Linked DNA regions of Macaca mulatta: regions 2, 3 and 4 are each linked to region 1. Evidence: chromatin contacts called from public Hi-C data. All regions are on one chromosome and are shown on one strand. The core of a region is the stretch at or near the end of the contact, and the rest is flanking DNA. Distances in the headings are between cores, read along the strand shown.

Region 1 (3,013 bases), core at 301-2,800:
TTTTTCTGCAGGGGTGTCAACTCAGAGAGGGACCTCTATTATGTCTGGCAGCCAATAGGCTTTCCCTACTTCTTTCCTTACACCCTTTCAGAACTTCCAGCTCATTCAGGCTTTTTTGTTCCTCCCAAAATACTTTTTTTTTTTTTTTCCATTTCCCCAACCAAAGGCTGCCAAGTAGCTGAGGGCTACTGTCAAGAAAGGACAGGCCGTAAAAATCACACACCAAAGCAAGTCCACTTATTTAACAACAAAAAAAAAGGTGGGGGGAGTGGTGGAGGGAAAGGGGTAAATGTGTGTGTTGCTTGGCGTGTTCCTTTAAGTTAGAAAAACTAGGGAATCCTGAAAATCACCAGAAGTTAAACTCTTGAAAAGGAAGGCCAGTTGGTGTTGTAGCCAACTTGGAGAGGTCCAAGCGGTTCTCGCCTCATTTGCATGAGTCAGCCAGAAAACGCAAGGACTGTGGAGGAGGACCCCACCACAGAGCCACCCGCCAGCTCTGATCCGCCCGTCTGGTCTGCAGTTCCCCGCGGAACCTGCAGGCGGCGAGTGACCCCCGCCCGCCCTCTGGGCAAAGGACTGGGTTGGAAAGGGGCCAGCTTCTCACTTACTGTAAGTTTGAGATGTTCTGGTAGGAGATCCTTCAGCTGGGCGATGCACTCGTTAATCCGGTCACGTCTCTTTTTCTCGATGAGCCGGTGCGGCAATTTGTAGGTCTCCTGCAAGACGCACGGGGAGGCGGTGGGCGCTTGGGAAAGGAGATGAGAAGCCTATCCTCCCAGCCCCGCAGCACGAGTCCGGCAGAGGAGCAGAATAGCACCAGAACCATCATCTGCCCCTTCTTTTCCAAGTCACTCAGAAGAGGCACCGAGCCCACACCCTGCATCCCCTCGCCAACCTCTAAGCGAGAAAACTTTTCTTGGAAACTCAGCGCGCGCGAGGGGCTGAGCGCAGGGTCCCCAGGGGTGCACTTGCTTACCTTGCTGTCCTCGCTCCGCTTTATTCCCCGTCTTGACTTGTACACTTGGTACATGTGGGCAAAATCCATCCTGCAGGAAGAGAGACCAGGAAGGGTCGTGACTGCTTGCGCACGGCTGCAGGCGTTCTGCCGGGCAAGAACCCCCCGGTGCGCCCGGAGCTGCTCCAAGTTGAGAGTGGCGCATAACATGGGGCTGGAGTTGAGGCTTGAAGGGCCAAGGAGTGCCAACTTACCCTGGTAGGTCTCCGTGCTCCAGTCCCGGTGCTTTGGGCAGGCAGGCGGGGGGTGGTTGCGCGCTGGGGATCCGCTCCATGGTGCGGCGAGCCGGGGCCACTGCGCGCTCCTGTCTGCTCTAGCGGAGCGTCTGGATGAGGACTGTCCTGGAGCGGGCTTCGGGGGTCTCTCCGCAGATGTTCCTCTGAGTCTGAGCTCTTTGAAATCCCCTGGGCTGCTGGAATCTTCGGCTTTGAGATGCAGCTTCAGTTGGGGGCGTGCATGGCCCGGTGTCCCCGCGGCCTCTGGCTCCAACTCAGCGCACAGACTGGCGGTGTGTGCTCCCTGCGCGGTCTGCGCCGTGCGAGCCAAGTGAATGAGAAGTGGGGCGGGCGGGGAGGCGGGAGGGAGCGGGTGGGGGGGGGGCGGTTAGGGCGGAGTGGGGGGGGTGGGGGCACAAGCCGAGGAGTAATGGAGAGGCTGCGGGCTGGGTTAAATGGGAGCGAGTGGGTGGGTTGGAGCTACGTGTTCTACCCTGTGACTCCAGGCACGTCTGGCCACTGCCGGGGAGGGAAGGAGCGACCTGCCCGCCCTCCCCCGGCTTCATCACATGAGTCTCACGTGTTGGACAACGCTCCGGCGGCTGCTAGGGAGCCCCCACCCCCAGCCCCGGCCCCCAGGTGTCTGCGGCTGCGGCCGCCTTTCCCCGAAGAGGGGGTGGCAGCGCAACCTGGGTCCTGCCCAGTTGGGTGGGGGGCGCGGAAGCTGGAAGGGACGGGGCTGCTGGGGGAGGGGGAGAGTTGGTAACGTGGGCGAACCTGCCCCAGGGAAATGAAGTAAGTTCCCGTCTCCTGGGAGGGAACGGGGGAGGACGGATCCGCCCGCGTCTGACTCAAGCCGGGAGAGGAATATCCCCTTGCTAGCTCCAGCCCAGCCCTCTTCCTCCTCCCCCGCCCGGCCCGCTTGGAGGAACCGGCGCTCAGCGGAGGGAGTCGCCCGGCCCCCCAGCCTTCCCCAGAGGCTGGGGTTTCTTTCCGTCCTGGCTTCCCTGCCCCCACTGCTCACCCTCGCGTCCAGGAATTGCCCGCCTTGGGGAGGGACCGAGGGGCGGGGCGGATGTCACCCCATGGGAAGCGGGCAGACAGCCAAGCGCAGGGGCAGCTGAGGCTGCCGCCGAGCACGCCGCGCGCACCTGACCGAGGAGGGTGTGAGCCGAGGGCCCCTCGCTCCCCAGGAGCTCCGCTCCCGGGCACAGCCTGCGGGCGGGCGGGCACCTGGTTGCGCAGCCCCCTGGGTGCCCCAGTGTCACCCCCTTCCTCCCGGCCAGTCAAGCACAGAAAGATACCGGGCACGGTGCCCGGTGTTCCCTCCCTCCTCTGCCCCCTCCAGAGCAGAGGCGCCCGGGTCGCCTCCCCTCCGGCTGCAGCGTTACACAACCGCGGCGGCGGCGCCTGCCCTGCAGCAGCGCAGGGCGTGACGCTTCACGTGGCCGGGGCTCAGGTCGCAGCGCCGCGGACCGCGAGCCCCTCTGCGTTGACCCAGGGACTGAGACCCCGGGGACGTGGTGTGCCAACCCGGATCGGCCCTCTCCCTGCCTGTTGGGAACTTCGGCGGCGCTGTTTGCGGTCTGCACCCAGGGCAGGAGGGATGAGAGAGACAAGAAATAAAACCGCCTGTTACACAGTAAAATCTTAGCAATCATGCAGTCGACACATATTTGTTGAGCCCCCTACTCTGTGCTAGGCGCTGTGTTTGTTGATGAATCCGACACGGATCCTGCCCTTGAACTTACAGAACCTCTAGGAAGAGGATAAATTGAGCAAT
Region 2 (3,013 bases), core at 148-2,647, 230 kb after region 1:
GAAGTGAGTAGATTGCTGTTTTTCTTTCTGCTTCATCCCAGAATGTCTCTCATTACTTTTAATGGCAAAAACTGCAATTACTTTTGCACCAACCTAAATAACCTGTACCCAAGGCAATGACATTTCCCAATGTCCTGGAGTTCTAAAATCATTTTTAATATACAGTCAGAGGGACTTGGGTCAATTGAGTGTGTAAATAACATAAAACAGAGCGTCCCCCAGGCCCGCTGGATGATAAACCACTACGCAAAAATGGAAAATATCAGAAGTAGGATTTTAGACAGAAAACAACTTTCATAAAATACAGCATGTATTTAAAATAAATAAAAATATTATTAATTAGAGCCAAGCATGGTGGCCAGCACCTATAGTCCGAGCTACTCAGGAGGCTGAGGCAGGAGGATTGCTTGAGCTCAGGAGTTCAAGTCTAGCCTCAGCAACATAGCAAGACCCCATCTCTTAAAAACATATACGAACAAATAAAAATAAGAACATCATCTTGAGATCTTTGTATTGGCCAGACGCTGCGTGAGGTGCTTTCTATAAATAGTCTATGAAACCATCTCAGGAGTTCTCTGAGGTGGGAACTGTCACCATCCTGTTCTCCAAGTCAGGAACCAGTGGGATGAGTGAGGTGGACTTCGCCAGGAGTCCTGATGTGGGCATGTAGGAGGCAGGGCTTGAGCCCAGGCTGTACCCACACCACAAAATCAGCAGCTCCGGCAGCACCTCTACATGTCTACCGGACCACACACTTTACCCCCATGTTGTTTGCAACTCCATAAGGAAGGGACTAGGCTTTTCCAACCCTCATTTTGCAGATGAGGAAACTGAGTTTCAAAGTTGCTCTAACAAACCCCAAGGTCACTCAAGGCTGGCAGGGGCAGAGCTAGAATTCCAGCACAAATATTGTGGTCTGAAGGCCATGCTCCTGTATGTGATAGGCTCTCTCCTTCCAGGGGTCCTCCCCGAGTCCCCAACTTTACTCCACCATTTCTCAAAGGAGCCCAGCTGGTCCTTGAGCCAACCTGGGACAGCTTTGCTGACCCCTCACAGCTTCAGCGGAAGGGCAGGGTCTCTGGGGACGCCTGCTGGCGACAAGTCACTGCCTCCCTCTTTCTTTAATGCCAACAGCTCTCGAACCCCTCACATGCAGGAGGAGAGCTGCCCTGACTCCAATGCTGGCTCCACTCCTTTCCCACATGGATAAAACTGAGGTTAGAAAACACCGCTCAGAAGTGACTCATTCCTGACTTCCCTGCCAAAAACAACACCCATTTACGTAACTTGCTCACACACCAATCTTTTCCTCCTCCTCAGGGTGACTGCCCTGTCAAACCAAGGCTGATCTTCCTCACAAACTGGCCTTCCGTTTCCAGCAGAGGCAAATCAAATTACCCTTTCCACCCTCATCTCTCTGCTAACTGGGGTCAGAGGTAGCCCAACCAACGTGTCCCTCCCACACTGTGTTGCAGTGACTTCTGGAAGGGATGTGAGATTTCCTATCTAACACTGGTTCTTGGGCTGATTTCTTAAGCCAACCTCAAAAAAAAAAAAAAAAAAAAGAGTGTGGTGTAGGAAAGGCCTCATGAACCAGGGATCACTCTCTCTGCTGAATTCGCAGGCCAGTTTCCTGATGGAGCACTTCTCACATTTTCCATCTCTAGCTGCTTACGTGCAGAAAAGAAAACCCTTTTCGGGTGTGTCTGTAGACTAGACTTTGGCATAGGAATAGACGTGGGCAGCCATTTGATACATGAAATTCCCGGTGCTTCTGAAACCAGAAGCAATTAGTCCAAAAAAATGTTTAACCATCTATCCCCATAATGTGCTAGGAGGTTCTCTATGGGCACGTCAACATACATATCCCAAAACATCTGTATTGGCTTAAAAAAAGAAAAATAAAAAACGAGGTATGTCCAAAGATAGCCTCTCCTACTCTTCATTCCAGGTAAGGACAGCCCCTGTCCTTCTGTAAGGAAGAGGAAGCGAAGGGAACTTCCCCCAGACACTGGTGGGAACATCTTAGGAGGAAGGAACACAGAAATTGGCAAGGACTCGAAGGACGGATATGAAAGTGCCGTGAGCCCTGCTGAGCCCCGTGTGTGCCAAAAATTAATTCATAAGCAAATGCTTATTTTATAGTTTTCCACTTGCTACAAAACATCAAGCCACAAGGAAATATTGCTTCTGGGGGCTGGCAGGAAGCGGGTGGCACCAGAGTGGGGAGAAAGAAAGCAGGAAGTTCTCTTCAAGACAAGCGTGATCCCGTCACCTGACAACGTGTCACTCGTTTCTGGAAAATCCATGGGCTGTGGTACTGTCTCCTTGTTCCCACAAGCAGAGGATTCAATGTGAACCCTGCTCTGATGGCAGCCAGGTAGAAGTCTGGGAGTCACGATCTATCCTCAGATGTTATCACCATTGCAGGAGCCGGGACAGGGAGAGTTGATGCTGGGAGACCTGGGGACACCACCCCTGGGAGCCCATTATGCCAGACTGGGAAGTAACTTGTATTTGGCTTCCAGGCATTTCAGGGCTTTAGGTGAGGATGTGATGGATGACAGGGTTTCATAATAAGGGAGCAAACTCCATGAGAGTGCCTAGCAAGCACTGTATGTCATTATTTGTGGATTCCCATAAATTGAATCTTCTAGGGTCTGGACAATGAAATCTAGAATTTCTGGAGTGCTGTGATTCCCAGTGAGCTTATCCTAAGGCAGGACTGAATTTTCATACAACATCCAAAAGGAGAAAGACAGAGTCGACACTTTCACAAAGAAGGGATTTAGTATGCAGGGAGATCCAAACTCCTCAACTGCAGAGACAATGGTGTCTCCCTTTCCTGTAGCTGTGGCATCCAGCTTGGGGGCCTTGCTGACCCATGGTAGGTGCTCAATCGATTATAATGGGGGTGGTGATGAGGGACCCAGTCCCCAAATGTGGTCTCCAACAATTCTCTCTTTTTATACACATACCCTCCTCACAATAAGAGATGGAGCTTTTCTCCCCA
Region 3 (3,013 bases), core at 271-2,770, 200 kb before region 1:
GATTCCACTGCTTTCCTCCAGATGAAGGAAAACGCTTGCCCCAGACGGTGCCAAGACACTGAGCAAACCAACTCCTCCACTCCCATCTAGGGGAGGGGAGTCACCTATTTGGACTAACAGGGTCTATGGCAATGCACACTCCTTCCCTACAGGTAAGAGGTCCTTAGCTGGGTGTACTGCTCTCTTGGACTTGGACGTCAACAGCGGTGAACCTTGGAGCTCAGCCTTTGCAAACAAGGCTGGTGGACAGGGAGGGCTGGCTGACCTTCCCTGACAACCACGCCACCAGAGGGGGGGATTTATAGGACAGATCGCACAGGGTAATGACGTTGACAGTCAATTCAGCATCCAATAAATTTCACCTCAAGTATCTGGACCCCAAATGTGGGCCACATAGCTTCCCTCCCCACCACCTATCCTCAGCGTAAGAAGCAGCCCCTGTGAAGGAGAGGCTGTAACCCCGTTCTGCCTCAAACTCAATGGACGGCTTTGGAGAAGTCAACTCTTGGCTTTTTACACAGAAAGGACGTGGGTGTGGCAATCTGATGGAGGTGGGGGTACGGGGAAAAGACTTGTTCTGAAGCTGCGTTTACACGGGAAGCATGGAGATTTCATCTAGAGTTTATGTTCATCCGGAGGAGGGGCTCAAGATGGAAGTGGAAAGCCCTCCAAGCCAGCCCTTGGCACTGCCACTGTCCCTTCTGGTCCTGGACCTCAGTTTCCTCATGTGTAAGACACTGAGCTGGACAGCAGTTCTGAAGTTTGGAGATTGCGGGAGAATCAGGAGAGGAAGGCCACCGGCCCACCCCGCACCCTCAAGCTCGGGTGTCTTCACAGGGACTCAGGCGGGACACGGTGCGGGGACGCTGCCCGGGACCCTAACGGCCCTGGCGCCCTCGGAGGACAGACGGCTGCACCCCGGAGCGGAGGGCGGAAGGAAGCGCTTGGGCGCGCGGCCCCGGGCGGCGGGGGCTACTCACGGGTCCCCGCGGTCGGGCCCACGGCCGCGGCAGTGGATGGGGTTGAGCTCGTCCTGAGGGAAGGCGTGCGCCATGTAGTTGTCGTAGCCAAAAACGAACATCCCCCGTGCCAGGTCGCGCATCTGGGCACGCAGCTGCGGAGGGAAGGCGCCGCTGTAGCGCTTCTCGTACTCGTCCGGGCCGCGGTCCCGGCCGCCCAGCACGTAGCCCCAGTGGGCTGGGCCGCACACCCCCGGCTCAGGACGCCGCGGAACCTTGCGCGGGCTCTGCGTCGCCGCGGTCCCCGGCGGCTGCAGCCACGACGGTCCAGATAGCCCCCCAGGCCGGCCCACGGGCCCCGAGGCGGGCGACGCGGGGCCGTCGGGGCTCCTCAGACGCTGGAAGCCGAAGCTGAGCGGAAAGCGCTGGTAGAAGCCCATGCTGGGCCCCAGCCCGAAGACGAGCCACAATACTCCATGGAGGCCAAGCCGGAGGAGCACCAGCCCCAGGACAAGCGCTCGCCATTGCATGGTCGCGCGGGCGCGGCGGGCATTATTTTAAAGCGCGGGGGCCTCCCCGCCGACCACCGCACCCCGCGCTCGCCCCGTAGCCCGGCTCACTTCCCCTTTAAGGAACTCCCCCGTGACGCACCAGGAACTAGCCCATTGTCCCCAACCCCCAGGCTCTCGGGCGGGCCCGCCAGGCCCAGCATTCGCTCGCCCGGTGGCCCGGGATTGGCCCGGCCAGGGCCCGGCCTCGCGGGGCGCGGCCCAGGACTCCCTCCCACGCCGTAGGCCGCCGGGACGTCCGCGACGCCCCGAGGCCCCGCCCCTCACCCGGGCCCCGCCCCGTCCCTCCAAGCTCCGCCCCCCTGGGCGGTCGGTAGCCCGACGGGCTGGCGTGGCGAGCAGGAGCCGCGCCGGCCCAGGCGAGGGAACTTCCAGCCAATGGGAGAGCGGCACGGCAGCGCCCGCCGGACGCTAGACACAGACGTGGCCCTAGGCCGCCTGGCCTTGGGTAGATCGGGTCTCTCTCTGGGCAGAGCGTGTGTCCGGCAGAGCTGGGACCGGAACAAAACCACTCTAGGTCTAGGTTAGGAGTGATGACAGTTAAAAGATACATACTGAAAAGAAGGAAAGGATCATTTCTGTATAAAAGGAACTATTTTTGCATATCTAGGGCAGAAGTTTTATAACTTAGGTGTCTGTTTATGGAGGGGGTGGGATACTACCTTTTAGCTCAAGGAGTGCACAAAACAGTTAACTGCAGGCCACATAAAGATCATAAATCTTTTGATTTAAACACCCAATTTTTAAGAATCGCTCTTGATGCTTGTAAAACGCATATCCCCAGATCCCTCCCTAGACCTATCCAACTCCAGTGTCTCGGGAATGTGCGTATAGGTACTCTTGGGCAGTTCCTAGAAACCGGCAGTTTCAGGAAATACTAAATTATGTTATATTGCTTTTGTCTCGGCAATAGGATTTTTTTAAAAGGGGGGTGCGGGTTGGGGGTGGGAATCAAGGCTCCCACCACCACCAAATTATTAACCAGATGTATCTAAATATGTCTTCTCTTGTCCCTCCCATCCCACCATCTCTCCTGTGCACCCGCAATTAACGACCTAACTTTTGAGGTGTGGGGTAGATTCCCAGTTAAATCACTTTACTCCTCTATATCTACTTCCTATAATTAAGAATGTTGCAAATGTTAGCTCTAAAGGGCTATGGCTTTCACATAAAGATTCAACGGTTTAGACGTTTTATTTATTTTGCTTGCTGCACTTGGAGTTGGCTGTAAGGTTTGCTCTAAGTTTAGACCCTATGCCTGTTTCATCAAGGTTTCTGAAAAGCTTGGGAAGCAAGACCTGACTAGACCCCCAAATCAGATATTGGCTGAATGGCCGACCAAGGGAGTGCATAAGAAGGTAAGTTGTCATGTGGCACTCTCAGCACATTTTCAGGGTAGAGGACTTTTTGAAATACAGAGCAGGTGTAAGGGGGAACTAAGAAAACACTTGATTACAGCACATGGTAGCTGGCACATAGGAAGGT
Region 4 (3,013 bases), core at 301-2,800, 150 kb after region 1:
CCAACCTTCCTTCTTAATGCTGCTCAAATTTCTAATTTTCAAGAATAATTTAGTCTTCTGCATTTGACTGTACTAGAAAAATGGGCTGCTGTTTCTTTGCTGGGAATCAAATATTTGGTCTTTTACCTGAAACATGCCCAGGGTGCAGTATCTAAATTCTGTCAGGCAAAGTGCTCATGATGAATTCACCACTTACTTCGATTAAATAGCTCCAATAGCATGGCCTTTCAAATCATCATCTGTAGACTAACACAAATTCTCAGTTTAGTTGGCACTAGAGCAAAGCCAAACAGTGCTAAAATTATTCAAAAAAGGGTGTGCAGCATATAAATTACTGTGAAAACTTAAATGTAGATCAAGGTTAATAAAAATTTGCTTATTAAAAAAGGCTATCACCAAAACGATGATGGCACCAAATTCAAGTTCCTGCAGGGAAAGGAAATTTTTTTCTCTCTTCCCTTGATTTTGCCAAGGGCTATGTCAGGTCACCTCAGTCACATTTTTCTGAAAGCACAGGCTTGTCTGGGGCCCAAGTCAATGAATATGAAATTGCATCTCGGGAACTGAGTGGCACTGTGAGATACAGTGGAGGAGGGTTCACTTCCCCTGGTCATTTGAGTACTCGACAGCATCGCCTTCCATCAGGTGCTTGAGTTGAAGGACAAATCTACCAGCGAACCATGAATGATTTCATGATTAATCTAAGGTTTGCCTTGAATACACAGAACTCGGGGTCCACTCCCCAAATCACTGAAAGCCCTACTTCTGGGCAGTAAAAGCAAGTAGAGGAAACCACTGAAGACATGGATGGAATTCACAAGTATCTGTGCCCTATTCAACAAAGAACGCTAATGTCAACCATGCCCTGCCTCAACTTTTAAGCACGCTTACAGATTTAAAGTTCAAGAGCGAGGAAGACATGGGGATTTTCCAGGGGAGGAGGCTCTTAAGAGTCAAGATGCCCACTCTCACTTTTCTTAGTGACAGCATGCCCACAGCCAAGGAGTCTTGCAGAGTCTTGGAACCATAGGAAACGATGCTTCTGTCAGCTCTGCTGTCAGCCCCGCAGCCCCTGCTTCCTGGCTGGCTGTGCTCTGGGCCTGTTGCTCAGTTGTTCTTTCACCTGCTCCCTCCCTCCATGTGTGCCTCCCATCTGCCAGGTCTCATTTATCTCATGTCTACCACCCAATGGATGTGTGAGGTGGTATGAACCGCGATGTAAGACAGGAAACCCAGGTCAGCAAAGTCCCATGACTTGCCCAAGGTCATGTGGTGCGGGAAGGCACAGAGCAGAAACTCTCACCTTGGATCTGCTGCCTCCACTTCTTGGGTAGTGAGGACTTCATGGTAGGCATCAGCCTGGCCCCAGCTTTGAGGGGGATACTCCCATCTCCAGTGAAAGGAGAGAGGGTAAGACCAAAAGGGGAGAGGGAAATATTCTATCTATTATGTTTAAACAAGATTAACCTGTGGATGAACAGCTGGTTGCAGAGTTCTCAACTTAAGACAGAGCTTCTTTGCATGTTCCCTCTTTCCCTCCCTCCAGAGATGAACAGCGAGAAGAGGTCCTGTCACCTTGTCTGCAGGCCAGTTCCAGCAGGAATTAGGAAAGGTGAAATATCTGATCTAGACAGGCTGTTGTGTTTTCACATGGCTGAGCAGCCACCAATGGAGGGAATGTGCCCTTGGGATACGGGTCTAGGCAGGGAGGGCCAGGGCTCTGCACACAGACACCTCTTTCATTCATGACTCCGCAAATGTCATTCTTTCCAAGTCAGCCTGGGTTTCCAAGAACCCTTCTCAATACAGTGCCCCAGGTGAATTCTATGACCCAGTGTGGGTTGAGATGAAAACCCATTTGCTATCTCTGATGCTGCTGTCTGCAAGGAGCTGCTCTCAGGGCAGCTGGGCTCCTCCCTGCCTGAGTGGCATCTGAGGCCTTTTCCATTGGTTCTCTTGGGTTGCCTTTTGGCAGATGTCACTCCACAAGTCTCCAGGAGTCTCTGGGATCTTCATCCATGGGCTAAAGGAGAGCTGCAGAAGAATCCAACATCCCAGCCTTCTGCAATTAGGCAAGAGGTATTTTTCCTGAGGACCACATACCCTAAAAGAGCCTGTCTCAAAGACAAGGTAAGCAAGAGGGCAGTGAGCCCTCCAACCTGCTTTTCCTTCCATCTCTGCCACTGCCCATCAGCTGTCCCTTCTCTGTCCTCCACACTAGAGTAGCTACAGCCTCCTGGGGTTGGCTCATTCAAGAGATCACCTAATTTTCCCTCTCAGCAGCAGTGGGTAGGATGCCCCTGCTCAAGGGGGAGGCTTGTGGGGGCCTCGTCTCAGCTGTGGCTGCCTCCACAGGGTGTGACTAATCGGGGCCCGCAGGTGGTCTTGTAGCCTCTGCACCGCAGCTCTGAGGTCCCATGGGGCCCCGGCCCCCACCCACACCAAATGACTCAGCTGAGCACCCCAGCTGCTACCGTGATGGGGCTAATGCTCCCTTAGGAGTCCCCAGCAGGGATTCCTGTGGTTTCAAGACCAAACACCACAGCAGATAGCGCAGGCAAGAAGGCACCACCGTTTAGCTGGTAGATCTGATGCTTCTCTGAGCCACCACTTAGCACACAGAACATCTGGTTCTGCAACAACTTTAACATTCAGAGAATAATTCTTTGATACTGTAGATTTTTAGCTTTTCTGACAAGATGTCTCATATAATCAAAGAATGATGTGGATGGGGAAAGCACACCAAACGCCCGGGTTCTCAGAGTGTTGCCATGCAGCGGGCTCTGACCGGGCTGGGTGGGTGGCGGGCTACAGGTCACTCTGGCTCTTAATCCTCATCAAGTGACTGCTCACAAGACGCCTTTAAGTCTCCACGATTGAGACAGAAACCCAAAAGTGTGCCAGAGTTTTCTGTGACCGGAAAGTAAGGTGATTAACAGAAAACTTCAAAACTGGCCTCTGGAAGATTTAAAGATAGGACCCGCTCAAACACTTTAGAGACAAGAGAACAAAG

Evidence for each region. A called contact is a pair of places that touch in the nucleus more often than the background predicts.
Region 2: a Hi-C map of liver shows a contact between it and region 1, with 3 times the contacts expected there. The contact joins the enhancer-like site here to the promoter of BHLHE40 in region 1. A contact is called at or near these places in 2 of 14 Hi-C or Micro-C datasets (fetal cortex germinal zone and liver).
Region 3: a Hi-C map of blood shows a contact between it and region 1, with 9 times the contacts expected there. The contact joins the promoter of EDEM1 here to the promoter of BHLHE40 in region 1. A contact is called at or near these places in 2 of 14 Hi-C or Micro-C datasets (blood and liver).
Region 4: a Hi-C map of blood shows a contact between it and region 1, with 2.7 times the contacts expected there. The contact joins the promoter of LOC114676384 here to the promoter of BHLHE40 in region 1. A contact is called at or near these places in 3 of 14 Hi-C or Micro-C datasets (CD4 T cells, blood and liver).

Annotation. Positions count from the first base shown.
Region 1 is chr2:143,718,219-143,721,231 of T2T-MMU8v2.0, reverse strand. It overlaps BHLHE40 (basic helix-loop-helix family member e40), which reads right to left and starts at 1,550. Exons shown (of 5, transcript NM_001257518.1): 1 at 1,210-1,550; 2 at 977-1,046; 3 at 609-716. The coding sequence starts at 1,289.
Region 2 is chr2:143,486,520-143,489,532 of T2T-MMU8v2.0, reverse strand. All of the region lies in intron 44 of ITPR1 (inositol 1,4,5-trisphosphate receptor type 1), which reads right to left. Among named protein-coding and RNA genes, the nearest start is that of BHLHE40, 230 kb to the left of the region's middle. Within about 2 kb of position 1,397, at least 8 of the 40 cell types and tissues checked have an H3K27ac peak or open chromatin away from gene starts, as enhancers often do. A contact at or near this core is called in liver, where this site is marked.
Region 3 is chr2:143,920,746-143,923,758 of T2T-MMU8v2.0, reverse strand. It overlaps EDEM1 (ER degradation enhancing alpha-mannosidase like protein 1), which reads right to left and starts at 1,520. Exons shown (of 12, transcript NM_001265750.1): 1 at 981-1,520. The coding sequence starts at 1,489.
Region 4 is chr2:143,567,306-143,570,318 of T2T-MMU8v2.0, reverse strand. LOC114676384 reads left to right here and starts at 1,550. Exons shown (of 4, transcript XM_077993344.1): 1 at 1,550-1,612; 2 at 1,976-2,130. All of the region lies in intron 60 of ITPR1 (inositol 1,4,5-trisphosphate receptor type 1), which reads right to left.